Linked DNA regions of Mus musculus: all the other regions are linked to region 1. The links are chromatin contacts, called in public HiChIP or PLAC-seq and promoter capture Hi-C maps. All regions are on one chromosome and are shown on one strand. The core of a region is the stretch at or near the end of the contact, and the rest is flanking DNA. Distances in the headings are between cores, read along the strand shown.

What was found. Promoter capture Hi-C pulls out the DNA fragments that hold promoters and counts their contacts. HiChIP or PLAC-seq counts read pairs in DNA pulled down with a chosen protein or histone mark.
Region 2: a contact with region 1 is called in a promoter capture Hi-C map of liver, with 3 times the contacts expected there. The contact joins the enhancer-like site here to the promoter of Rps3a1 in region 1. A contact is called at or near these places in 9 of 39 promoter capture datasets (the 3T3-L1 cell line, 3T3-L1-derived adipocytes, the HPC-7 cell line and 5 more), 3 of 484 Hi-C or Micro-C datasets (CD4 T cells, the N1E-115 cell line and double positive thymocytes), 4 of 115 datasets of contacts at active chromatin or transcription factors (the NIH/3T3 cell line, craniofacial prominence, double positive thymocytes and 1 more) and 2 of 9 other capture datasets (adipose tissue and liver).
Region 3: a promoter capture Hi-C map of pre-B cells shows a contact between it and region 1, with 4 times the contacts expected there. The contact joins the enhancer-like site here to the promoter of Rps3a1 in region 1. A contact is called at or near these places in 6 of 39 promoter capture datasets (the 3T3-L1 cell line, the C10 cell line, embryonic stem cells and 2 more) and 1 of 115 datasets of contacts at active chromatin or transcription factors (pro-B cells).
Region 4: an H3K4me3 HiChIP or PLAC-seq map of the SCID.adh cell line shows a contact between it and region 1, with 10 read pairs. The contact joins the enhancer-like site here to the promoter of Rps3a1 in region 1. A contact is called at or near these places in 9 of 39 promoter capture datasets (the 3T3-L1 cell line, 3T3-L1-derived adipocytes, the C10 cell line and 5 more), 1 of 15 datasets of contacts at CTCF or cohesin (large pre-B cells) and 9 of 115 datasets of contacts at active chromatin or transcription factors (the SCID.adh cell line, T-cell acute lymphoblastic leukemia, double positive thymocytes and 6 more).
Region 5: a promoter capture Hi-C map of pre-B cells shows a contact between it and region 1, with 9 times the contacts expected there. The contact joins the promoter of Dclk2 here to the promoter of Rps3a1 in region 1. A contact is called at or near these places in 14 of 39 promoter capture datasets (the 3T3-L1 cell line, the C10 cell line, cranial neural crest and 7 more), 2 of 15 datasets of contacts at CTCF or cohesin (the NIH/3T3 cell line and large pre-B cells), 2 of 484 Hi-C or Micro-C datasets (the N1E-115 cell line and embryonic stem cells) and 7 of 115 datasets of contacts at active chromatin or transcription factors (embryonic midbrain, embryonic stem cells and microglia).
Region 6: a promoter capture Hi-C map of the HPC-7 cell line shows a contact between it and region 1, with 6 times the contacts expected there. The contact joins the enhancer-like site here to the promoter of Rps3a1 in region 1. A contact is called at or near these places in 5 of 39 promoter capture datasets (the HPC-7 cell line, hippocampal neurons, liver and 1 more), 1 of 484 Hi-C or Micro-C datasets (ventral hippocampal neurons) and 1 of 115 datasets of contacts at active chromatin or transcription factors (embryonic forebrain).
Region 7: an H3K4me3 HiChIP or PLAC-seq map of pro-B cells shows a contact between it and region 1, with 5 times the contacts expected there. The contact joins the enhancer-like site here to the promoter of Rps3a1 in region 1. A contact is called at or near these places in 5 of 39 promoter capture datasets (the C10 cell line, liver, pre-B cells and 1 more) and 3 of 115 datasets of contacts at active chromatin or transcription factors (the 230-238 cell line, large pre-B cells and pro-B cells).

The regions. Positions count from the first base shown.
Region 1 is chr3:86,141,358-86,144,674 of GRCm38.p6, reverse strand. Rps3a1 (ribosomal protein S3A1) reads left to right here and starts at 2,007. Exons shown (of 6, transcript NM_016959.4): 1 at 2,007-2,167; 2 at 2,874-2,977; 3 at 3,249-3,317. The coding sequence starts at 2,106.
Region 2 is chr3:85,193,643-85,197,017 of GRCm38.p6, reverse strand. No RefSeq gene overlaps it. Among named protein-coding and RNA genes, the nearest start is that of Gm31096, 73 kb to the right of the region's middle. Within about 2 kb of position 1,852, at least 120 of the 459 cell types and tissues checked have an H3K27ac peak or open chromatin away from gene starts, as enhancers often do. A contact at or near this core is called in the HPC-7 cell line, the N1E-115 cell line, adipose tissue and 3 more, where this site is marked.
Region 3 is chr3:86,893,011-86,896,130 of GRCm38.p6, reverse strand. The region is part of intron 2 of Dclk2 (doublecortin-like kinase 2); the gene reads left to right. Among named protein-coding and RNA genes, the nearest start is that of Dclk2, 26 kb to the left of the region's middle. Within about 2 kb of position 1,455, at least 35 of the 459 cell types and tissues checked have an H3K27ac peak or open chromatin away from gene starts, as enhancers often do. A contact at or near this core is called in pre-B cells, where this site is marked.
Region 4 is chr3:86,959,444-86,962,673 of GRCm38.p6, reverse strand. No RefSeq gene overlaps it. Among named protein-coding and RNA genes, the nearest start is that of Gm23376, 30 kb to the right of the region's middle. Within about 2 kb of position 1,928, at least 41 of the 459 cell types and tissues checked have an H3K27ac peak or open chromatin away from gene starts, as enhancers often do. A contact at or near this core is called in the SCID.adh cell line, T-cell acute lymphoblastic leukemia, double positive thymocytes and 1 more, where this site is marked.
Region 5 is chr3:86,919,243-86,922,774 of GRCm38.p6, reverse strand. It overlaps Dclk2 (doublecortin-like kinase 2), which reads left to right and starts at 1,891. Exons shown (of 16, transcript NM_027539.5): 1 at 1,891-3,025. The coding sequence starts at 2,605.
Region 6 is chr3:85,172,131-85,175,253 of GRCm38.p6, reverse strand. No RefSeq gene overlaps it. Among named protein-coding and RNA genes, the nearest start is that of Gm31096, 52 kb to the right of the region's middle. Within about 2 kb of position 1,378, at least 33 of the 459 cell types and tissues checked have an H3K27ac peak or open chromatin away from gene starts, as enhancers often do. A contact at or near this core is called in the HPC-7 cell line, where this site is marked.
Region 7 is chr3:87,027,415-87,030,934 of GRCm38.p6, reverse strand. No RefSeq gene overlaps it. Among named protein-coding and RNA genes, the nearest start is that of Cd1d1, 30 kb to the right of the region's middle. Within about 2 kb of position 1,989, at least 6 of the 459 cell types and tissues checked have an H3K27ac peak or open chromatin away from gene starts, as enhancers often do. A contact at or near this core is called in pro-B cells, where this site is marked.

The DNA.
Region 1 (3,317 bases), core at 758-3,257:
AGGACGATGAACCAAGTTACCTTGGTCACACCAATATACACTGTCACAGAGCAACATTTCCAGTCCTAGGTCTTCAGAGAAAGGCCTCACTGTGTAGCCCAGGCTACCCTCAGAGACTCTTGTCTTGGCCTTCTGAATGCTAGGATTACAGGGGTGTGCCATCACCCCTGGCTCCACAAGTTCCTTTCAACTAAACAGGTTTTGCTGTTCTTGTTTTAGCCTCAGACAGCTGGGTACATGTTATCTTTATAATAGGCATTTCTGTCATTTCCCAAATATAGGGTAACATGACGGTAGCCCTCCTCTCAAATCAGAGTCAATTTTGTTAAAGAAAGTTTTCAATTTGTTTCTGAACCCTAATCAATCTTTATATCTGAAGGGGAAAAAAAGCATTTAAAAACTTCTTGGGAGCCTGGTGAAGAGGGAGTTGGTTCTGATTTGGTCACCATTTTTTTTGTTTTTGGCCTTGGCTAGAGAGGATGTTAGAGTTCTGCCCTTGAGGTAGCTGGTGACATGTCACCAGGCTGTGATCTTCTGAACTAGATGTGGCAGAGCATGTCAGCAATGCCGGCACCCAGGAGGCGGAGGCTTGAGGAAGGTGAATTTGAGGTCAGCCCGAACAACACAGGAGGAATCTTGTTTTGAAAAATACTAACATAAGAATGGGGAAGCCATTTTTTATGGTGGGGGTTTGGGGATGTGGAGGGGTGGAGATAGAGGTAGAGAAATGGCTTAGTGGTTAAGAGTAGTAGTGACTGCTCTTCTAGAGGACCCAGGTTCAATTCCCAGGACCCACATGATAGCTCACAACTGTCTGTAACTCCAGTTCCAGGGGATCTGGGACTTTCACACAGACAAACATGCAGGCAAACCATATAAAATAAAAATAAAGACATCACTTTTAAAAGTGGGGAAGGGGTGGTTTGCATTAAGAAAATTGGTGGGCAGTTAGGTACAACAATTGATCACGACTGTGCCTTTTTGGGGTGCTAGAGATGGAATCCGTTGTCTCAGGCATGCTGAGGCTTTTCCAGGACACCACTCTAGTCCCCACTCCACTAAAAACCCAAACACTCCTCCTATCCCAGAAAAAACAAAACCAACCAACCAAAAACCCAGGGCTGTCGAGATGGCTCAGCTGGTAAAGGCACCTGCAGAGACCTCTCAGGCAGTGAGGAGGCAGGGCACATTGTATGGCAGCGCTGCGGGCCAGTGTGCGCAGGATGGCAGCCTCTCCCTGAGCCTTATACCCACATAGTGGAAGAAGAGAACCAACTCTTGAGAATAGGTCTCTGACCTCCACACAGAGACCTGTGAGGCACAGGACCACACACATAGTCATACAAAAAAAAAATGTGATTACAAATGTGTAAGAGTTACATATGTATATATGTGTGTGTGTGTATATATATATTCTCTCCTCTCCCCTTCCCAGTCTGTCTTGCTAGGTAGTTCAGGCTAGTACTCACCATATACTCCAGGCTCTCCTCCAACTTGCTGTCCTCCTGCCTCCAGAGCTCTGGGATTGCACACACGGCTAAGCCTCTTTTTTCATGAAAGTTCACAACACAGCCAAGCCCAAGAGTAGTCAGCACGTGAACAGCGTGCCCGAAGTCATGCTTATTGAATTACACTAATGTTTTGAAATAGATCACATGAATATTCCCGTTTTACACCCGAGGGAACTGATGGCTAAAGAGGTCAGAAGGCTAAGTACTGTTGGAATCACCATTTGAACATGGATTTGCTATCTCTGATTCAAAGCCCATGGTCTAGGGAAGAAACGTACTCTCAAAATTAGAAACAGAGAGTTCCCACCCTCGGGGCAACGGAAACCACAAGAAACCTGAAGTGGGTTGAGCATCTCTGACAATCTGCAGGCTCCCATGCACAGCCTAGCCAGCCCGCGGCCCGCTGCGCGACCTCCCGACACACGAGGGCGCTGTCGCAGCACGGCGGGAAACGAGCCGCCAGCTAGTGTCGCGAGATTCTTAAAGCCGGAAGGGCGAAAGAGCAAGGGTCACGTAGACGGCGCTCCCCGCCCGGCTCGCGTTAAGTTCTCGCGCGAGTTGTACTTCCGCCCTTTTGGCTCTCCGGTCGGCACCATGGCGGTCGGCAAGAACAAGCGCCTGACGAAAGGTGGCAAGAAGGGAGCTAAGAAGAAAGTGTGAGTGGCGGATCGCGCGGGTCCCCGGCCGTTGGGCTCCGCAGGAGTTGGTGGGCGGGTTCTGGGGTGCGGCGTGGGGCGGATGGTGAGGATGCGGGGTGGATTGCGCGGCGGTGCTGCGCTGCGCGGCTGGCGGGTGCGTCCCGGGCGGCCGCCTCTCCGCCACCCGGCCGGGTGTCGCGCGCCGCGTGTGATCTCCGCCCTGCGTCTCTAGCAGTCGCTCGCGTGTCGCGCGCGAACTGTGGGCTCCTGGGTTGCTGGAAGTCCGTGGCACTTTTTAACACCGCTCTACGTCAGTCACTCTGGCTGTCCATGTCGGGACCCCATGTCAACTTGTGTGCTGGGCTCTCGTGGGACCGACCTGGAGACCCGGGACACTTGTTTAGCAGCAGTTTGTGCTGTTGCGGACCAGTCACTGTCACAGGTCCCTGAGGTTCCAGGGCAGTGTGTATATAGTACTGCCTGTGTGATGGAGGAGTGGGGAAGGCATGGCTTCGAACTTACTGCTTTGTGCACTGGCAGACCAGCCGGCCTCGCAGACGTTCACCCCACGGGGAGGACGTCCGTCGTGTTAAGTGCAGGCCGATTGCAAGATCGTGCCTGGGAAACTGTTAACAGAAGTCTGAAGGATAAGAAGCGTTTAAAAGTGGTCGGGAGTGTTGTTACAATTTACAGAGAAACTTGAGGTTATTTTTCTCCCATCCAGGGTCGATCCATTTTCTAAGAAAGACTGGTACGATGTGAAAGCTCCAGCCATGTTCAATATTAGGAACATCGGGAAGACACTAGTCACGAGGACTCAAGGAACCAGTGAGTACTGTGGGCCCCTTTTGCTTTGTTCCTAAGCTGTGGCATGTGCATATTAACCGGCGCCTTGGTCAACTCTGATGGGGCGCTGGATTGAAATGTCAGCCCAGTGGTTGGAGGGCCTGGCATTGGGAGTGCTTGGTCTTAGTACAGATGTGGCAGCAATGAAGTGTTTGTACAGCTGTCCAAGAGAACGTTTAGGTGTTGGCAGTAAGCCACTGGTGTGAAGGTGGGTTTGGTTAACAAGTTAACAGGGTTTGTGGTTCTTTTTTAGAAATTGCCTCTGATGGCCTCAAGGGTCGTGTGTTTGAAGTGAGCCTTGCTGATCTACAGAATGATGAAG
Region 2 (3,375 bases), core at 603-3,102, 950 kb after region 1:
GTAAATATCTGATATACAGGATACCTGATACTCAACCCCTGAGAAAGAGGCATTCGACCTCCAAACGGGTTGTGACCCACAGGTTGAGAAGCATAGGGATAAAGGATTCAGAAGATACAAAAGAAATCGGAACAAAATCAAATCCCTGCTAGAAATGATCTGTTGATGTGAGGTTTCTCCTCCAACTCTGCCTGCCCAAGCCAAATCAAACAAACAAAAAACTTTGAACCTTGACCACCTCTGTTCAATTTTTAGAACATTCTGAATAAACCTTTATAACCATGCCCAAATATGTACTGCTTTTATCCTACATGAGTAGGTAGCGGGGTATCTCTAGGGGTACTGAAAAAACTGTGACTGAAAGACTATTTTGAGCCTGGTGTGGTGTCATACACCTTTGATGCCACACTTGGAAGACAGAAGCAGGTGGATTCCTCTGAGTTTGAGACTAGCCTGGTTCTCATAGCAAGTTCCAGGTTAGCCAAAGCTATACACTGAGACCCTGTATAAATACATACATACATAAATACATATACATATATAAATTAATAAACAGATGAATAATTATTAATAAGTCTGAATGTTAATTTTAATAAGTTAACTGCTGTTCGGTATTTGTAGCAGGTTTCTGATTCCAAGCACAGTGACATGATATTTGCTAATAGAGACCTAAGATCACTTAGTATATCCACCAACTAGCATAAAGTGATAGCCAAGGATATACTCCAGAGAGTTGTCAACACACTACTGGCTTGCTCAGACTGACCTATCGGCTGCACTGAGGCCCCTTCTCCCTTCTCCCCTCCCTGACCACCAGGCACAGCTGAGCACCAGGCCAAAGCCAGAGCTGAAAGAAGTGAAGCCTCTGAAAAGGCTGCCCCACAGAAGTTATATTAGGCACTGGGCAGGCTTAAGGAGCAGTCCCAGTAATGGGTGAGATGTAAATGATAATAGTTAAGGCTCAGCAAAAAATACTTATATTTCTTTCTATACTACAATATCCTATATACTATGATATATTATCATATATTCACTAAAAAAAATCTATGATCTATTATTTACAAAAAAACCAATTTCACTTTCAGTTTTGTTTAAATATATATATATATATATATATATATATATATATATATATATATTCCACTTTAAAGGTGATACATGGTTACTTCTAAGAATGTGCACAATAGACTAGAATCTAAGTAGAAGAAGATTGACAAGTTCTAGGCCAGCCTGGGCTACATAGCAAGATCACGTCTCAAAATAAACAAATACACAAAGTGTACAATATAGAGTTGTATAGAGACGAGAAAAATCACCTGTAACCTTGTAGCCCAGACACTGTGACAGATCCTCCCATGTTTCTTTCTAGTCTTTCCTCTCTCTGTGCACAAATGTTTTCTTTTTTCTAAATATATTTATTTGTATGCAGGCTGAGATTGTTCTAGCCTGATTCTGTCACTTCACCTTATATTGTAAACTTTTTTTTCCTGCATTGCATCATGTAGAGTCCTAGCAGAAACTACATTTTGTTTTCTGTTGGTCTCCTGAGGCACAGCTGAGGGACGGAGAACTGCCGAAAGGAACCCTGGGAAGCTTCCCGTGGCTAACCCCGAGGGTGGAGAAGGAGAGCAGTTCCTGGAGCCCTGTGGGGCTCAGGAGTGAGGAAAGGTTGTTAACAAAATCTCAACTGTTCAATTTACCAGATGCTGGTGTGAAAGCCTGCTAGCTCGGAGAGGCAGAGAAAGCACCCAGCTGACCTTCTTCCTCAGCCGACCTCCCAACGGCAGAGCAAGCTCTCCTTCTTCACATTGTCTCCAAAACCCTTCAAACTGAATGGCCCTCCCTTCTACTTCCTGTGTGCCTCTCTATCCGCCCTCCTGACTTCCTCTCACACTCTGTGGTTCTTTTCCTGTGTTTACTCCCTGTCAGCTGGTTGCTTGCTCTGACCTATGGCTGGTGTTATTTAATCATGTTTACAATAAACAAAAAGCTCTTGGATTAAAGGCATGTGACACAGCACAACTAAAAACAGGTTTTTCCAGTAAACAGCATACTCTCAGAGTTCCCAGTGTGATCAAATATTCTGCAACAGCGAGTCCTGGTAGAATCCACAGCCATGAGTGGAAAAGCAGCCGGGAATGAGGAGCCTAACTTTTTTGCCTCCTTGCTGGGCCCCTCATTGGAAAAACTAAAAATGGAGGTCAGAGGGTTGAGTTCTGGAGAGTGGGGAATGATCTAAAATGGCAAAAGAGAGATTTAGATTGCGTCCCAAGGACCTATGAGTTGAAAGTTTTGTCCCAACTTGGCACTATTGGGAGATGGTAGAAACCTTTAGAGGTGGGGCCCATCAGGATCTAGTCATTGACCTATGTGAGGCAGGGGAGAAAAGGGGATGATTATGGGAACATGTGAAAGGGAGGGAGCCCCTTACTCTGGGAATCTAATCAAAGACTCTCTGGGAGTCAAGCATTTCGGCACAACTAGCATCTGTTGTAAGCGTACTGGCATAGAGACCATATTCCTTTCGTAGAGAGATATTTTAAAGTAAGAATGTTAAAATAGCAATGAACTGTGCATAGGGCCTTAGTATATATGACCTTGAGTTTGCCCTGCATCCTTCCCATACATCTCCCGAGAATCTCACAAACTAGATTATTGACGTTTGATTATGAATGAAACGTCTTCACTTCCTGGAGCCGTCCTCGGGTGGCACCTTATCAGCTGTAACCCCAGTGCACTCAGGAGCCAGCCTAAGATCTCATTTAAATTCCATAGCAGACCATCTCTGTCACTGGTGGTCTGAGGTCAGGATGGGGTTGGGTGTTTCCAAGTTCTCAGCCTCTTTCCCAGAAAACTGAAAATAAGGGCTACACAGATTTACAAAAGGAGCAAGAGAACTTTATTTGAGGGACACACTGTCAAGATTGACAGCAGGCCACATGAATGAAGGTACCCAGAACCCCAGGCTTTTTATGGAATCTAAGGCAGGAGAAGCTGTGGTCAGAGAGTCCTCTATTTTGATTGATAGATTAATTTATATATTCATTTATCTGTGAATGTCCCTCCCCATAATGTATCTCATTTTAACCACATGTATGCCTAACTATACATGCATAGGCATAATGTGGTAAAAGTAGAGGTTCTGCCCTAGAAATTCACTTAAATAGGCTGGACATGCCCTTTAATTCTTTAACATTTAGGATACATTGTGGGTACTCTTGAATAGAAACCATCTAATTCGATCATTTTAGAGGAACTTAGGGGACTGTTCAGAGAGAGGTATATGTAGTCCAATGCATATAAGGGTTAAAGAGGTTCTGAGCTTGCTAGATGCCTTATTGGGAAGGGTGTATGGGTATAATATGTGCAGGGAAA
Region 3 (3,120 bases), core at 206-2,705, 750 kb before region 1:
CCTGGGGTTCGTGTTGGGCGTCTTCCTTAGTTGCTCTCCACATTAAGGACTGAGGTGGGGGAGGGTCACTGAACCTGGTTCTTGCCTTTTGGCTGGTGTGGCTGGCCAGCTTTGCCCCCAGAGACTCCCTCCCTGACTGCTTCCTGGGATTGCAGACAGGCCACTGTAACTACTTGACTTTTTTGTGTGGCTTCTGGGCACCCAGGTTCTAAGCTTCCTTCCTGTGTGGCAAGGGTTTTACCTGCTGGGTTATCTTTCCAGCCCCCAAAGAGCTTTGTGACTTGGACTTGAGGTGACCATCTTTGATATAGCAGTGTAGCTCCAGACTTCTTTGCTTTCAAAGCTAGTTTCTGATATTCAAAGGATGATGTCTTTTACCACGTTATAAGCATTCCTAATTCTTTTCCAGACTCTGCCTTATAGCACAGTTTATTTACTTTGTCCTGAATAACTTACCAACATTTCCAAAATTTATGGTAACTCTCAGAAAATGAAGCTTGACCCTGTGGCAGTTTGAATATAAATGACCCCCATATATTCATACATTTGAATACTTGGTCCCCATTTGGTGGAACTATTTGGGAAGGTAGGAGGTGTGGCTTTGGGAGGAGGTGTGTTCTAGGGGTGGGCTTTGGGGTTCTGAAACCCACATTCCCAGCTAGGCCTCTCTCTGCCTCGTGTTATCTCAACATCTAAGCTCTCAACTACTGCTCCAGTGCCACGCTCTGTGTCTGCTGCCGTGACCCCCACCAAGACGGTCGTGGATTCTAACCCTCTGGTGCTGTGAGTCCTCAAGTTAAATGCTTGTTATTAGTTGCCTTGGTCATGATGTCTTCTCAGCACTAGAACAGTAACTAAGACAGACCCCATGAAGGGTGTTCAGTGACTGTCGTGTAGAATATAAAAATTCTGAGGATGTACTTACTATTATGAATCTCATAAAGGGAGAGCAGACTTCAACATTGGGATCTACCCTACATTTATAACTATCTAAACTTTGTTATATATGTAGACAAATGCAATAAATAATAAATGCCAAAACAGTATGTTCTGGTCCTAGGATTGTGGATGACTTTCTGGTAAGTTTTCTTATTATGTTTATGTAATAAATTACATTCAGTATCACCAGAATCCTGGGTAGTCTCCTCACCAGAACTGAATTATGAGAGTGGACTCACAAAGAGCCAACTCACCTTCAAACTTTATTTGAAACTGGCCAGTTGTCTTTCTAAGAAGGGATTTTTATTAAGTTTGTGACATGTTTTTGGGCTAAGGTAGAATTAATTTGTTCAGTCATTGAGGTTTTGTTTTTTATTGTTAGGCATTGTCTTAGTTGCTTGAGGAACAGGTGCAAGAGAAGTTCTCTGCTTTTGAGGCACTGTCATTGTAGCAGAACAGATAGCCGTAAAAGCCAATTACGTGTAGGACAAGCAAGTCTATATTTGGCCACAGTGATGCAAGCTGGGCAGAAGAGGAAGTTCTTCATGGAGTTACCACAAGTTCTTCACAGAGGCAGTAGAGTGCTCCTTACAGTCATTCCACACAGTGGAGTTGTAGCATTTAAAGTAGGTTTAGTTTGCAGGGAGTAGTTCAGGTTATGGAATATGTGTATTTGATCTTTCTTCATTTTAGGCCTCTACATTTTTTATGTCTTAACTTTTAACTTTGAAATTAGTCTTAAAATTGTATAATGATTCCATATACTTTTTTAAAAAATAAATTTTAAATTATTTGTATACATGAGGGTTTTGTCTGCCTATATATGTCTGTGCACTGTGCCTGGTGCCTGGTGCCTGGTGCCTGGTGCCTGGTGCCTGGTGCCTGGTGCCTGGTGCCTGGTGCCAAGAAAGCAAGAAGAGGGCGTTGCATTTCCTGGAACTGGAGTTAGATAGGTGTGAGCTACCTTGTGGATGCTGAGAATTGAGCCCTGGTCCTCTGAAAGAGCAGCCAGTGCTCTTCACTGCTGAGCCATCTCTCCAGGCTTTCTGTATCATCTCCATCCTGCTTCCTCTAACGTTATCGCTTCTTGAACACAGGCAGTTGTCTAAGTGTGGTTGACAGACACACCATTAGTTCATGTGTAGACCTTACACAGGCAAGTGTGCCTCCTCAGTGTCTTGCCCATCTCACACTTGATCCAGAAGCACATATGCATTTGCTCATGGTCACCCTTTCCACCTCTGACAGTGACACATCCTTGGCTTTTTGTGGTCTTGTTGCTTGGGAGAGCTCTGGCTAGTTATCTTGCATAGTTCCTCTTGATTTAGAACTTTGTGGTATTTTCTCACAGTGATATCTTGGTTGTGTTTTTGGTAAGAATACTACAGAAGTCATGCTGCGTCCTCTGAGTGCCTTTAGTCAGACACACTGGATAAATCTCATTACTGGTTGGCCGCTTGATTGCAGGTTGCTTTTCACTATAAATTTTGACATTTTAAGCATAAATTAATAAGTTGTAGGGATATTTCTTAAGAATGTGCACATATAGGCTGGAGAGAGGGCTCAGCGGTTAAGAGCACTGGCTGCTCTTCCAGAGGTCCTGAGTTCAATTCCTACCAACCACATGGTGGCTCACAACCATCTGTAATGGGTTATGATGCCCTCTTCTGGTGTCTCTGAAGACATGACGGTGCACTCATATACTTAAATAAAATCTTTAAATAAATAAATAAAAGAAGAAGAATGTGCACATATTTTTGTTTTTCACATTTTGATCTATTAATGTTAGTGCCTGCTGATTATCATTGACTCCAGCAACTACTATTATAATATTTGCTGAATAGCTTTTCTGATCCCACTGTCCTTTCAGGGGTCAGTAGCAGAATTCTGTTCCTGAGGAAAGCTTTCCTCTTTCTTTTTTTTTTTTTAAGATTTATTTATTTATTATATGGAAGTACATTGTAGCTGTCTTCAGACACTCCAGAAGAGGGAGTCAGATCTCGTTACGGATGGTTGTGAGCCATCATGTGGTTGCTGGGATTTGAACTCTGGACCTTCGGAAGAGCAGTCGGGTGCTCTTACCCACTGAGCCATCTCACCAGCCCAGCTTTCCTCTTTCTTGTTAGGAGTCTTTAGTCTGTAGGTTTAATTCCTTTACTGTCACTTATTTTGTGGTTCAAA
Region 4 (3,230 bases), core at 679-3,178, 820 kb before region 1:
AAACTGATTGTCCTCTTTGAGAAAACAGCTTTCAACAGAAATCACAGTTAAGTGGAAAGGGTTCCCTTGAGGTATAAACTAAAGGTGTGTGTGGGCAAGCCCAGCAATGAAAAATATCACAAATTTAATATTCTATCCTGGGAGGCAGCATCATATCAACTGAATAGCAGCAGTAATTATATTTGACATTATGCCTTTTCTGTCATGATGTGCCACAATGTAAATTAGATTACAGCTTCCTTTTATGTTTTTTATTTTCCTTTCTTTCTTTTTTTTTTTTTTTTTTTTTTTTTCAGTGCTAGGGATCAAATCTAAGGCCACATTCCTGCTAGGCAAGCACTCTACTGAGACTTCCCAAACTCTTTTAATGCACAATCTGTAAATAACTAAGGATGAAGCCTTGTATATTTTTCATTAATTAATACAATTTTGTCCTCAATAATTTCCCCCAAGTTTCCAATGTCATAGGTCCAAGCATAAAAGTATAGAATGGCTGTATAACTCTTGTCCCCACAAAGCTGAGAGGCTACAAAGAAGTCTAAACACACCCTAAAGACCCTCATCATTAGCCCCACGTTTTCTCTCAAGTCTCTATAGACACAGCCAGGACATATAAATATAATAACAAATTGTAAGTCAAGAGAGCTCGTGACTCAGTCACATCACTATCTCTACTGGGAGCTGACTCATCAGCTTAGGTAATAAATAAATAGATAGATAAATAAATAAGAAAGTTTATTGTGCCGGGTGGTGGTGGCCCATGCCTTTAATCCCAGCACTCGGGAGGCAGAGGCAGGCAGATTTCTGAGTTCGAGGCCAGCTGGTCTACAAAGTGAGTTCCAGGACAGCCAGGGCTACAGAGAAACCCTGTCTCAAAAAAAAAGAAAAAAAAAAGAAAAAAAAAAACAAGAAAAAAGAAAAAGGAAATTTTATTCCTTTTATTGTAAATCTGTGGTAGCTATGACAGTTTTTAAATGTCAACTTTTCCCATTTTCCTCACAAAATTTCTCTGTTCTTTCTCCATACCCTTCCTTCCCCAGTTTCCGGCTTTCTATGGGATGAGGATGATGAGGAATCAGAGGCAGGCAGGGTGAGTAGGAAGGGCAAGGCTGAGACTATAACCAGACTTTTGACTACTTTGTGGGTTTCTTTACTTCCACCCTGCCAACCCCCAACACTAGACAGCAGAGGAAGGATGGAGGGGCAAGGGGGAACACTGTCATTAGACTACTTCCTGCTGATGAGGGGCGCCCAGTTCCTTGGGGCAAGTTTGATCTTCTTGTTAAGATATCTAATGTCTTTTTCTTGCCTCTTTGCACACGAATACTTGACAATCCTTAATGAACTGCACCTACCAGCAGGTCAACCAGCCAACAGCTCCCATCTCTCAGTGTCCTAGCATTTATACACCCTCTGAAAAGTTCCCAGAATTCCAAACGTCACACACTTGCAAAAACTATCTAGAGCTGGCGAAACCACGCCCCTGTTAGAGCGTGAAGCAAACCACAGGCGGTTGCCGTGAAGCAGCCCTATAGCTCACACCTGGGATGAAAACGAAACACACTCTCATAATAGTCCTGTGCTTTTAAAGAAACCAAAATTCCCACTACATAAACCTATGCGTGTTAGCGTGTCTGGGTAGGCTTTGAGTAGTCCCAAAATAGGCATAAGGAAGCAAACACAAGTGAAAAAAAATGGTTTTCAAAATGTTCTCAGGGATCCAAGATAAGATAGGAATTCATGTTAAATGGCCTTCTAGATGCTTCATGGGTCTCACCAACACTAGGTCACGTGACAGCCCGATTTCGGGCAGAGCTGTGCTGGGAATGTTCTTATATTTCTTTTCCAAGCACTGTCTAGCAGTAAGAATTAGAAGCAGCTTGCTTAGTCTTTCCATCCTCTGCTCCAGCCGCATCCTAAGTACAGGGGCCGAAGTCAGGACCACACCGCAGGTCTCCTAACTCTCCCTCCCTCTCCCTTCCTCCCTCCCCTTCCTTCCCCCTCCCCTCGCTCTCCCTCTCTCTCCATCTCCCTTTTCCTTCCTCTTTCTCTCTTCCTCTTTCCCCTTCTTTCTCTCCCTCTCTTCCTCTCGAAATCCCCCTTTCTCCTCTTTTCACGTCTATCTTCTAGCTATGAGAGGAAAACTACACACAACATTTTTTGAAGCACACAGTGGCTTTTGATCACACTTCTGGGTTCTTCTGGAAAGGTCTATGACAGATCCAGCTAGAGTTACCCTCAGCCAATTGTTCAGGGATGGTATTCTTTCCACTCCCTCAATTATCTACAAGCTATTTACTGCTTTTGTTACACCTATATTTTATTTGCTTCTCTGTAAAATGAAGATAAAAGTGATTATCCAGCAATAGAAGATATATATACATACATATGCACATATATATGTATATATGTTCTCCAATGACCTCCCCAGAACCTTAATGAGGGAACAGATGATGAAGGAAAGCATGAAGTCTTATCATCCAGTCTCCTCTAAGTGGCTTTTACCCAAGGTCTTCCAAGGCAGTTAAAGGAGAGAGCAATCACAGGCAGAAGGATCCATAAGATAGGCCAAGCTTCAGGAATGGCCCAAAACAGACCCGTGAGCAACTGGACCAGAAGCCCCTAGGGTACAGAACAGGCTACTGTGCAGCTAGGGGGAAAGATTATAGTTAAGAAGCTCAAGACCAAGCCACAAAAAGCCAGGGCACATTGAAGCTCTGTGGTGTAAATGCTGTGGTGGGGGATGGGCTCCTTCCTATTGTACTAGCCTGATAGAAAGACATCTACGCACTGGGCAGACCGCACCATTTAGCCGGTATAGGTCTTGTGACTATGGATGCAATGGAACTGAAGATTCCTGTTTCTGAAAGTGTGTGAAAGGCTCTTCACCCCAGGAAGTGTCAATGCATTGTCTCTTTCTCAGGAAGGAAGGACACACCAGCACTTGGATGCTTCTGTAATCATGACTCCACACGGCAATGCTGATACCTACGGTCTGCGGCTGCATTGCTAATGGCATGGACAGGTGTATTCCCCCTTGCTGCTAGGGTACTATTTCTTTTGGAGATGTGTGTGTATATATAATTTTTAAAAATATATATTAACTTTAAACTGAAACTTTCAAAATCATTAGAAGAATGAAAATGTGATCAGTCTCTTATCTATAATCTCATTGCTAAAATGCAACCTAGTAAATATTCCTGCATAAAGGTCTACAAATATGTTTAATA
Region 5 (3,532 bases), core at 642-3,141, 780 kb before region 1:
ATGTTGAGCTTTCTACAAGAAGCGTTTACCAGATCCTTGCTGCAGATTGCCAGTGAAGTTTTTATACTTACTGGATAGTCTACGACTATTTAAAAAAATGTGTAATCAGAGCAGAAAGGGGTTATTTTTGTTTTGTTTTTGTTTTGTTTTTTCGAGACAGGGTTTCTCTGTATAGCCCTGGCTGTCCTGGAGCTCACTTTGTAGACCAGGCTGGCCTCGAACTCAGAAATCCGCCTGCCTCTGCCTCCCGAGTGCTGGGATTAAAGGCGTGTGCCACCACGCCCGGCTGAAAGGGGTTATTTTAATGTGTGAACGAGGGAATGTTTTGAGATTTAATTCCTTCTTGAATTGCCAATAGATGAGAAATGAAGTATTTTCCCCCGATTTTTTATTCAAGTAAATGTTAGGGTTAAGGGGAGTTATAGAACGGTAATTCACAGCCGAGAGAGAGAGAGGTCAAGGTTGGCTTCCAGAAGGTGACTTATTTGCCTGTGGCCATCCTGTCTTCATAAAGCCACCTTAAACTAGATCTCAGTCCAGGAGAGACCCAAACAGTCTCCAGACAGGTGAACAGCTAGCAGGTCAGACAGGGTTTCTGAGATGCAGGGAATATCCCAGCGAGGGAAATACATGCCAGTTCTAAACATCTCACTGTAGACATTCTGCACTTGCACGAAAGAGGAAAACGTGTTACGGTTCTATAAACTTTAAACCATAAAGCAACCCAGATTAATTAGTAGTTGCCTCCTTGAAGCCTGCCTTCTCCCAGTTCATTTGCATTAGAAATAGAATTCAGGAACAATTTTTTTCCTCACAAAAGTTTTTAGATTTATTTACTGTGTTGTCTTGGCATGGCATGCATGCAGGGGTCAGAGGATAAACTACAGGAGTCTATGCTTCCCTTCCACCACGTGGGATCTGGCGATGATTGGCAGTTCTATGAGTCACCTGACCTACTGAGTCATCTTGGATGCCCATGGAACTTTTTTTTTTTTTGCCCCTCTATCTCCATCCGTTCTCATGTTTTGGCCAACTAGGTCTATGAGGAAGGATTTGCTTCACGGTGCTCATGGTTGTGTTTCTACCCACTCCTATTTTATGCTGTTCCAGTCGATCACAAGCAAAGCGTTTTTTGTCGCCCTACCTTCAAGGACAGTTTGGAGCTGTTTAGGGCTGCTGAAGAACCGGGTGCCGAATCATTAATTTCATGTGTCAGGTTGGGGCCAAATGCCTTTGAGCTTCATCACCAAAGTGAAATAACGGACGTTTCAAAAATTTCTTGAAACATGTCTATTGTGGGCCAGATATCCACTTAAGAAGAGGTTTTCTTGCATGATGGGTGTTTGTCAGTCCACTTCTGTGAGCAGCTCAGAATGAACACGTGAGCGCGGGTAAATTCACAGAGGTTCTGTTCTCTGCTCGCGCATCCCCAGTGATGGGATTAATGCCCGGCAAATGGCAAGCTCTCCACAAATACTTGATTCAATGAAACCAATAACTTGTAGTCATGTATTCATTCAAAGTTACTGGAACTACTGTGTTATCGAATCTGCAGTAGAAAGTGTGAAGGATTTTTTTTTTCTGCCTAAAGGATTTTTTATTTAAACAATAAATCAGACGTTTATAAAAAACTAATATTGCATCCAAACCTAGTGCTATGTTTTGTATTTCTGCTCTAGGTTGGCCTCGGTTTTTCCCCAGGAGGCAGGATAAGGATGTGCTTGCTGCCCTTGAGTCTCCTTCCTTTGTAGGCTTTTTTTTTTTTTCTTTTGCCTAGCGCGGTTGCGCTAGCCCCCGCGCTTGTGGAGCGCGCAGCGCGGTCACGCCCGGGAGCGCGCAGCTCCGGTAGCCCGGCGGGCGGGCGGGGCCTCCTTGGACCGTAGAGCCGCTCCTCGCGCGGCGCCGCCCTCTTCCTCACCATCTCCCTCTCGGTGTGGTTTGTGGTGTCCCTGAAGGGACAGAGGGTGTCCTCCGGGGTCCAGGCCCTGACAGGCGGCCGAGAGCGCGGATGCCCGTGGGCGTGCGTGCGTGGGAGGCGGCTGCACTCTTCCCGCAGGGGCCCAGCGCCTCTAGAGGATCCCCGGCCAGGGACGCGCACCGGCCGTGGACTGGGCCTGGGCGCGCGCGACGCGGCGGCGGGAACCCGGGACCCCAGGCCGCGCCGGGCAGCCCCGAGGCGCCTCGCCCACGCTCGCGCCCCTCCCCCCTCCGCTTCCTTCCTCCACTCAGCGCGCCCGAGAGCGCAGGCCGGATGCGAACCCGGGCCAGCCTAGGGTCGTTCAACTTGGCGGCTCCCGGCCTGCTGCCCGCGCGCTACTTGTGAGGCGTGGCCCGGCGAAGGAGGCGCTTGGGGGGCGTGGGGCTCCTCAGCTGGCGGCGGCGACCGAGGGCGCGCGGGACAATGAGCTGGGCTGCTGCGCGCTGCGGCCGCCTTTAGCTGGCTGAGCGGCTCCACCTGCGAGCATGGCCCGAATGCCCGCGCCAGGTGTCCCGCTGCTTTAAGACGGGACGGAGCGCCTAGATCGCGGCGCGCTGCGGCCGGGGCGGTTGGGACGTCCTTTTATTAATTAATTAATTTGTGGAGAGCTCTCCCGAGCAGCCGCGATGGCCAGCACAAGGAGCATTGAGCTGGAACATTTTGAAGAACGGGACAAAAGGCCGCGGCCAGGGTCACGGAGAGGGGCTCCCAGCTCCTCCGGGGGCAGCAGCATCTCTGGCCCCAAGGGCAACGGGCTCATCCCCAGCCCGGCGCACAGTGCTCACTGCAGCTTCTACCGCACGCGGACCTTGCAGGCCCTCAGCTCGGAGAAGAAGGCCAAGAAGGCGCGGTTCTACCGGAATGGGGACCGCTATTTCAAAGGCCTGGTCTTTGCCATCTCCAACGACCGTTTCCGTTCCTTCGATGCGCTCCTCATAGAGCTCACCCGCTCACTGTCTGACAATGTGAACCTGCCCCAGGGCGTCCGCACCATCTACACCATAGACGGCAGCCGGAAGGTCACCAGCCTGGACGAGCTGCTGGAAGGTAAATAGGAGGGGCGGGCGCGGCGCGGCAGGTGCGGCCCCGTGCACAGCGGCAGGTGCAGTGGCTGCGGCCAGCGCGCTTCCCCGCCCTGCGCTGGGGCAGCCTGCCGGGCGCTTGCTTTCTAGGCAGCCACGGGAACTGTCTGCTCCTCGGTCGTTTGTGTTGGGTTGGGGTGCACCCATTATCTCCTTCCCAAGAGATTGGCCTTCTAAAAACGGAAGAAAATTCTAATGATCAGAGACAAATACAAACAATGATGGCTGTAAAATTAGCCAACTTATTTTTGCTGGAAGGGCAAACTGTTTGAAAGCGTGTTTCTCCAGTGAGGCGCTGGGTAACCTTTGGTAGAGGCCAGTGCAGTACCTGTGCTGTTCCTGTGTTTGGGATCCCATTGTACCTTCTGTGCACAGCTAGCTCGTTCTGACTCGTTCTAGGTTGGCTTTTCTGGTTTCATGTGTGGCACAAGGCACTGGAGATCAAGAGAGGCAAGCCAGCACAGAAAAAGTC
Region 6 (3,123 bases), core at 129-2,628, 970 kb after region 1:
ACCAGCTTTGGTGGCCACAGTATCAACACATCCATCAGCAGCCTTTCATATTAAGTTACAGAACACATACCATGGGGCCCAATTTAACTGGAGGACAAGGAAATGTTTTAAATTCTAGCGCTGCCCTGAGCCATACGAGACCAGTCACGTTGTGTAACCTTTCTTTACTATCTACCCTTCCTCTGCACCCAGCTGCTGCAAGGTACAATATTATACTTCGCCCAGACTCCGGGCACCTGTTGTAGGCGATTTGAAATAAAAACAAGTTGGTGGAGAACTCGAGAAGGTACCCGGGAGCACATTTCATTCGCTCCGAATACCCCTGCGGACTATTCCATTTCAGCAGATTCTGCAACCATTCTTCTTTGTCATCATTTGGCAGGGGGTGGGGGGATGATCGGGGAAAGGGGCAGGCAATAACACATCTCTCTTTAGAGAGAACAAATCAGCACTCTGCTGGTCCAGGGGCTGCAGAGAGCCTTGCTCATTCTCCTCCGGTCCACTCTGGTTCTCAGCTGTGCGCTAATATTTCCTTTCTGCCTTTCAATTTGTCACAGCCGCCTTTCCCCCAAAGAGCTTTCATTTCCTCTTGTTTGTCCACCCTGTACTCCCTCCCTCCTTGTTTCCATGAGACGACACCAACATTCCTGGAAGATTACAGAACGTTCGCAAATTAATGGCAGGGGTCCAGCAAAGTCAGACCCGGATGGCCCATACACAGAAAGGAGAGTCAGTATGCGCATCCTTGTAACCCTTGAGGCGTCTTGCTCTGGGCTCACCTGTGTGTTTTTCATCAGTGTGTACCTTTGGTCATGAGATTGCTTAGGGAGGTCAGTAATTTCTACTAGGAACAAAGAGAGATGTGGAGGGGCAAGAACATGCAGTTCACCCCACAAGCTTTCCAGAATCATTTACCAAGATGCAGGCTGCTTTTTTATCTGTTTGTTTCTGTTCTTAAAATGGTTGCCTGTATCTAAATCCTTCATCAGGCCACCATTAGAAGGTAGGGATGTACGGCCTTGCTTGGCCCAGAGCACACAAAAGCAAGAGCAGAACACAGCCTTACCCAGGGAGTGGGGGTGGGGCATGGAGCTGTGTAGGATTGCAAGAGAGAGAGAGAGAGAGAGTGTGTGTGTGTGTTTTGAGCTTGGCATACCTAGATTCAAATCTTAGTAGCTGGACTTAACAGTTACTGGGTTTGGGGAGGTCACTCTGCTCCCAAGGGCTCCATAGAATGTGACTCCAACTTTCTTACAGGATGCAGTGTGGATGATGTGTGTGAAATGCCCACCTCAGTGTTAAGACTGTTAAGAGCCCCTCCATGAGGCCCTGCAGGTCCTTTCAATGCATAAATCACCGTTGGAGCCGCCACCAGGCAGGCACGGTCAAACTTCAGTTGAGAAGTCAGCCCCTTCCTTCCTGTTCTCCCTCTCTTGTCTTCCTCTGCAGCTTTACAGAAGCAAGGTTCAGTGATGCTGGCTATGATTTCTAGTCTCCCTGAGGCACAAATGTCTGCTGCTCTTCAGATATTACAGTAACTGATGTCTTTCTCCTAGCCCAAAGAACACAGTCTCCCCTTATCTGAGGGGTATGCATTCTACAACGCCCACTGGATCCTAAAACTGTTATCAACACCACACCAAACCAAATATGCTGTCTTCCCCGTATATACTATCCCTGTGATGGTGCCTAACTCATAAATGAGTCCCGCAAGAGCTAGACAACAATAGCTCAGAATAAAAGAATAACTGTAACAGAGTTTGGCACCATGTGATTGACAAGCACACTAAACAGCTGTTTTGATAACTGAAAGAGTGACCAAGTGACTAGCATGCAATGTGGACCCCATGAGTGGCTCACATCCGGGATGGGAATTATAAAATCTCATCATGGACTGAGTAGGCATGGTAGCACATACACAGAATCCCAGTGCTCAGCAGCTGAGACAGGAGGATCATGAGTTTGAGGCCATCCTAGAATACAGAGGAAGGAAGATCCTGTCTCAAAAACAAAATATTTCATCACGTTCCTCCAAACAGTATGCAATTTAAAGCTTATGAATTGTTTATTTCTGGAATTTTCCGTTTAGTACTTCTGATCTGTTGGTCACTGGTACCTTAACTATGGACAGAAACCTCCGAAAGGCAGGGACTACTCTAGGTGAACCCTGAGTTCAGCACTGAGCAGGGTTGCTCCCCCATATTCAAAGCACCACTACTGCAGATGCCCAAAGTAATGTCTACCAGTGGAAAGCAGGCAAAGACAAGGAAAAAGGGGGGGTCCCTGAACTCCGCCTCCACCTGCCTGCCTGCCTGCCCTCTGACGCAGCCCTCTCCCTGCAGGCTGCATGTGGACACCCCTCCTTGATCTGGTTTGTGATTCCCTTCGGCTGAAGCCTTGCTCTGCCTGCAGCTTTCTCTCTTTGCTGAGGAGCTCCGTCTCCTCCCCATCATCTGAACTCTTGCTGGCTCTCTCCCCATTGCCACTGTCAGCTGATCTATTCCACAGATCTTCAAGCACTGGAGGAAGGAGAAAGGGCAGAAGAGAGGGCAGCTAGATGTGGCGCAGCGCAGGCGGAGAGAGGCACCCCTGCGTTAAACGCTGGCACCGGGGCTGGAATAGCTCCAAGGAGAACCGAGCCACACAGAAAAGATGAATTTCACACCTTTTTTCTGCCCGTGCCTCTGGAAGCTTTGTAATGCCCAAATGTCTGGTAAACAGAACCTCTTGATGTGACTTTACAGGGTTAGCCTGGAAACTGAAACCTGCAAAACTAGCTGTAAAGTGACCGAGAAACATTGCTCTTGAGGTAATTAGTCTATGTTGAAAGTTTCCGTTGAAAAAGGATCAATCTCTTTTTCTTCTCCTATTTCTTTTTATTTACATAGAGTCAAAGCGTGCAGTAAGTTGCCCCATAAGATGAGGTTTGGCATATAGACACTCTTGTGAAACTGTCACTGCACTCAGCTTCGGAGCGTGTGACACACACACAGGAAGACGGTTGGACTCTCCGATTGCTTTCTTGACTGCTCAGATTTATTCCATTACGTTGTCATCTTGGAAAGAACGCTTCTGGGGGTGGGGCAGGGAAAGGTAATTCTATCAGTATTTCCTGGGTCGTGT
Region 7 (3,520 bases), core at 740-3,239, 890 kb before region 1:
TGAGTATAGAAGAAGGTGGCTAAGCTGTATTGTGGGACGATGGATTATTGTCCCTGGAAGTTACGGAACTGCCAGGTCTGGAGTTAAGTCACTCACATCGTTAATAAACGAAGGGATACACTTCCCGAAACACTTCAGAGATCTGCCGTTCCCAGTGCTGCTCTTCCTTTGCTTGTCAGTGCCCACGGGGTTTTCCAGCCCTTGCTGTTGTCACAGTCACTTTCTGAGGCACAGAGCTGCTAACTATCTTTCTCTTTTCTGCTGTGACCCCGTTACCCTGTTACCTGTTACCTGTTCCTGCCACCACGCCCACAGATCATCTGCTTCATGCCCCACTTATCCTGTATCTCTCAGCACGTGCATTACTTCCTCCCATGATTCTTCTACATCTTAGAATCCTTTTATATGCTCTGTGGTAGTTTGAATAGGTAAAGCCCCTACAGACTCATGGGTTTGAATGCTTGGCCCATGGGGAGTGGCACTATACTCATTGGACTAGGCATGGCCTTGATGGAGGAAGTGTGTCACCCTGTAGGTGGGCTTTGAGGTCTCCTATGTTCAGGCTCTGCCCAGGGTAGGACACAGTCTCTTTCTGATGCCTTTGGACCAAGATGTAGAACTCTCAGCTCCTTCTCCAGCACCATGTTTGCCTGGACACGGTAGTGCTTCCCACCATGATGATAGTGGAGTGAACCTCTGAAACTGTAAGCCAGCCCCAATTAGATGTTTTCCTTTATAATAGTTGCCTTGGTCATGGAGTCTTTTCACAGTAATTAAAACCCTAACTAAGACACCGACTCTTCGATACATTGCACAATAAGAGCATCTGTAGGCCCAAAAGAAATGTGTAGGGGAAGACAGGAGTGTCGATGCCTGTACAGACTTATTGTGGAGTGATGTCTAGAAACCACACCCACCAGTATACATGGTTCTTATCCCCACTCCTTCCGAGGTAGGAAAGCTAGCCTGAGAAGTCATGGGGGAGTCAGCTCTGGAAGAAAGCTAAACAGATCCTCGCCTGCCAGTGGTGAATGCATATCTTCCCCCTTGGCCACAGGGCTTTTCAATTCTATCTCTTCATCCACCTATAAAAACCATCACTGTCACCAGTCCTGGAAAAAGTTGGCAGGAGCCCTGACTAAAGTGATCTCCCGTTGGTGGAAGGGACGAACACCACCCTCTCTGTCCCAAGGGGCCAAGGTGAAGTGAAAGAACGACTTTCCCTTTGAGATGCAGAGTGCACAGCCCAGAACCCACAAGGCACCTGTATTCCCACTGGGCTGAGCACAACCCTGAGAACTAAGTAAAAGCAGACAGTTTTTAAGGGAAGAGCTCTTGGTTGGAAATGACTGGGGTAACGTGCATGTGAGTGTGGCGGTAAAGGGGCATGATGATACCATATGTCTGGAAGGTCGGGTTAGTGTGCAGGTTCGTTTTGTCGATTTGATACAAACCCAGACATACCTGGGAAGAGGCCATCCCAGTCGAGGGGCTCCCTCATCAAATCAGCCCGTGGTGTTTTCTGGATTGCTAAGTGATGTAGGCAAGTCTAGATAACTGAGGGCAATGTCATGGGTGTTGGCATGTGGGACTGGGCTGTATAAGAGAGGGAGCAGAGCGAGCGAGTAAGCAGCACTCCTCTGTGGTTCTGCTGCAAGCATCTGTCTTAGCTTCTTTCAATGATGGACTGTAACCCCTCAGCCTAATGAACCATTTCCTTCCTTCCTAAGTCTCTTTTGGACATGGTGTTTTCCACAACTACAGAGAGCAAACAGTTAACAGTGAGTCTACCGTGGCCTTGAAGTTAATTTTCTCCCCAGAAAACTAACTCAGTTTTTTTTTTAAAAAAAGGATATGGTCATTTTTTTCCCCTTAAGGTAGACAAAGGAGTATCATTCTAAAACTTCTTCTTGGAAGAAACACTGAAGAGAACTCAAGCTGAAACCAAAAATGAAACTGAAAAACTCAACATCCCAATTAGAAAACTCAGGGGAACAACTTTTAAATACAATGGGTCAAGTCAACGATACAATACCAAGATAAAATAGGGGAAGTAGATCACTCAAGCAAGAATATGAAAAAAATGTAAAAAGAAAAAAAGGGGTGGGGGGACAGGCACTGACAGCAGAAATTCCAGTCCTGGGGAATCTGGTGGTCTTTTCTGACCATCATGAGTATCTGTGTGGCATGTACACAGACACGCAAGCAAAACATTCTACACATAAGTGTGTAAGTAATAAAATAATTTTTTTAATTAAAAACTTCAATAAAACACTTGTAAACTGGATACAAGCTCATATCATCCCATCATCCACCATGGTCGACTGAGCTTTGTCATGGAGATGCAGGGATGCTTCAATAAACATAAGTCAACGAGCTGGGCGTGGTGGAGCACGCCTTTAATCCCAGCACTCGGGAGGCAGAGGCAGGCGGATTTCTGAGTTCGAGGCCAGCCTGGTCTACAGAGTGAGTTCCAGGACAGCCAGGGCTATACAGAGAAACGCTGTCTCGAAAAAAACCAAAATAAATAAATAAATAAATAAATAAATATAAGTCAATAGTAATAAGTCCTATAGATGTATTTAAATGTAAAGATCATCTCAATAAACACGTGAAAAGCCCTTGACAAGATCCAGCATGCCTTCCTGATAAAAGTCCTAGAGAAGTAAGACTGAAGGGAACATGTGCCCACATAATAGTGTTTCTATGACAAACACACAGTCAACATTGTCCTAAGCAATGCCATTGAAATTAAGACAGACGAATCCACACCTTTCCAATATAGTCTGCACTGGCTAGTGTAATAAGACAAGCAAGGAAGGATGATTGTCAAGGGCTACAAGTTGCAAAAGAGATCAAATTATCCCCATGATAATTTATACATAAGTACAAGTCCCCAAAACTCCACAAGAGAACTTCTAGATATGAACAACAGTTCAGCAATGGAACAAGACACGAAGAACCCAATACCATGGCTCCATTAGTCGTAGTATTACAATGACTTGCTGGTATACCCCTTCGTCAGAGCGTCTGTCAGCCCTCATCGAGACGTTTCTCCTTACAATAGATGGTTATTACCCCAGAGGCTGACATACAGAGAACAAATGATTATAGAATTCTCAGCCCCAAATTAGACATCTGTAGCTCACCCCAAGGCTCAGGGGTCTTTGCAGAAGAGGGGACAGAAAGATTCTAAGAGCCAGAAGTGGTGCTAACATGAAGAAAACAGTATTCTCCAGACAACAAGGCAGATGCACATATAACCTAGCAGCACCCACAAGCCCTGTTGTCAACTCCAGCCAGCCGGAGACCCAAAATAGAGGGTGGGACCTCTGGATGTGAAATCCCACCCCTAGCTGAGGAACAATTAGAATTTGTTGGCCACTAGGAAAGGAAGAGTCAGGGTCTTTTTTTTTTTTTTAATGATGTGACCCCCTGTTGGTTGACAACACACCAGGGCAGGTGTTGGTGTCAAGACAGCTGAGCAACACAAACTGAGCTCAGTGGAGAAAGAAAATGA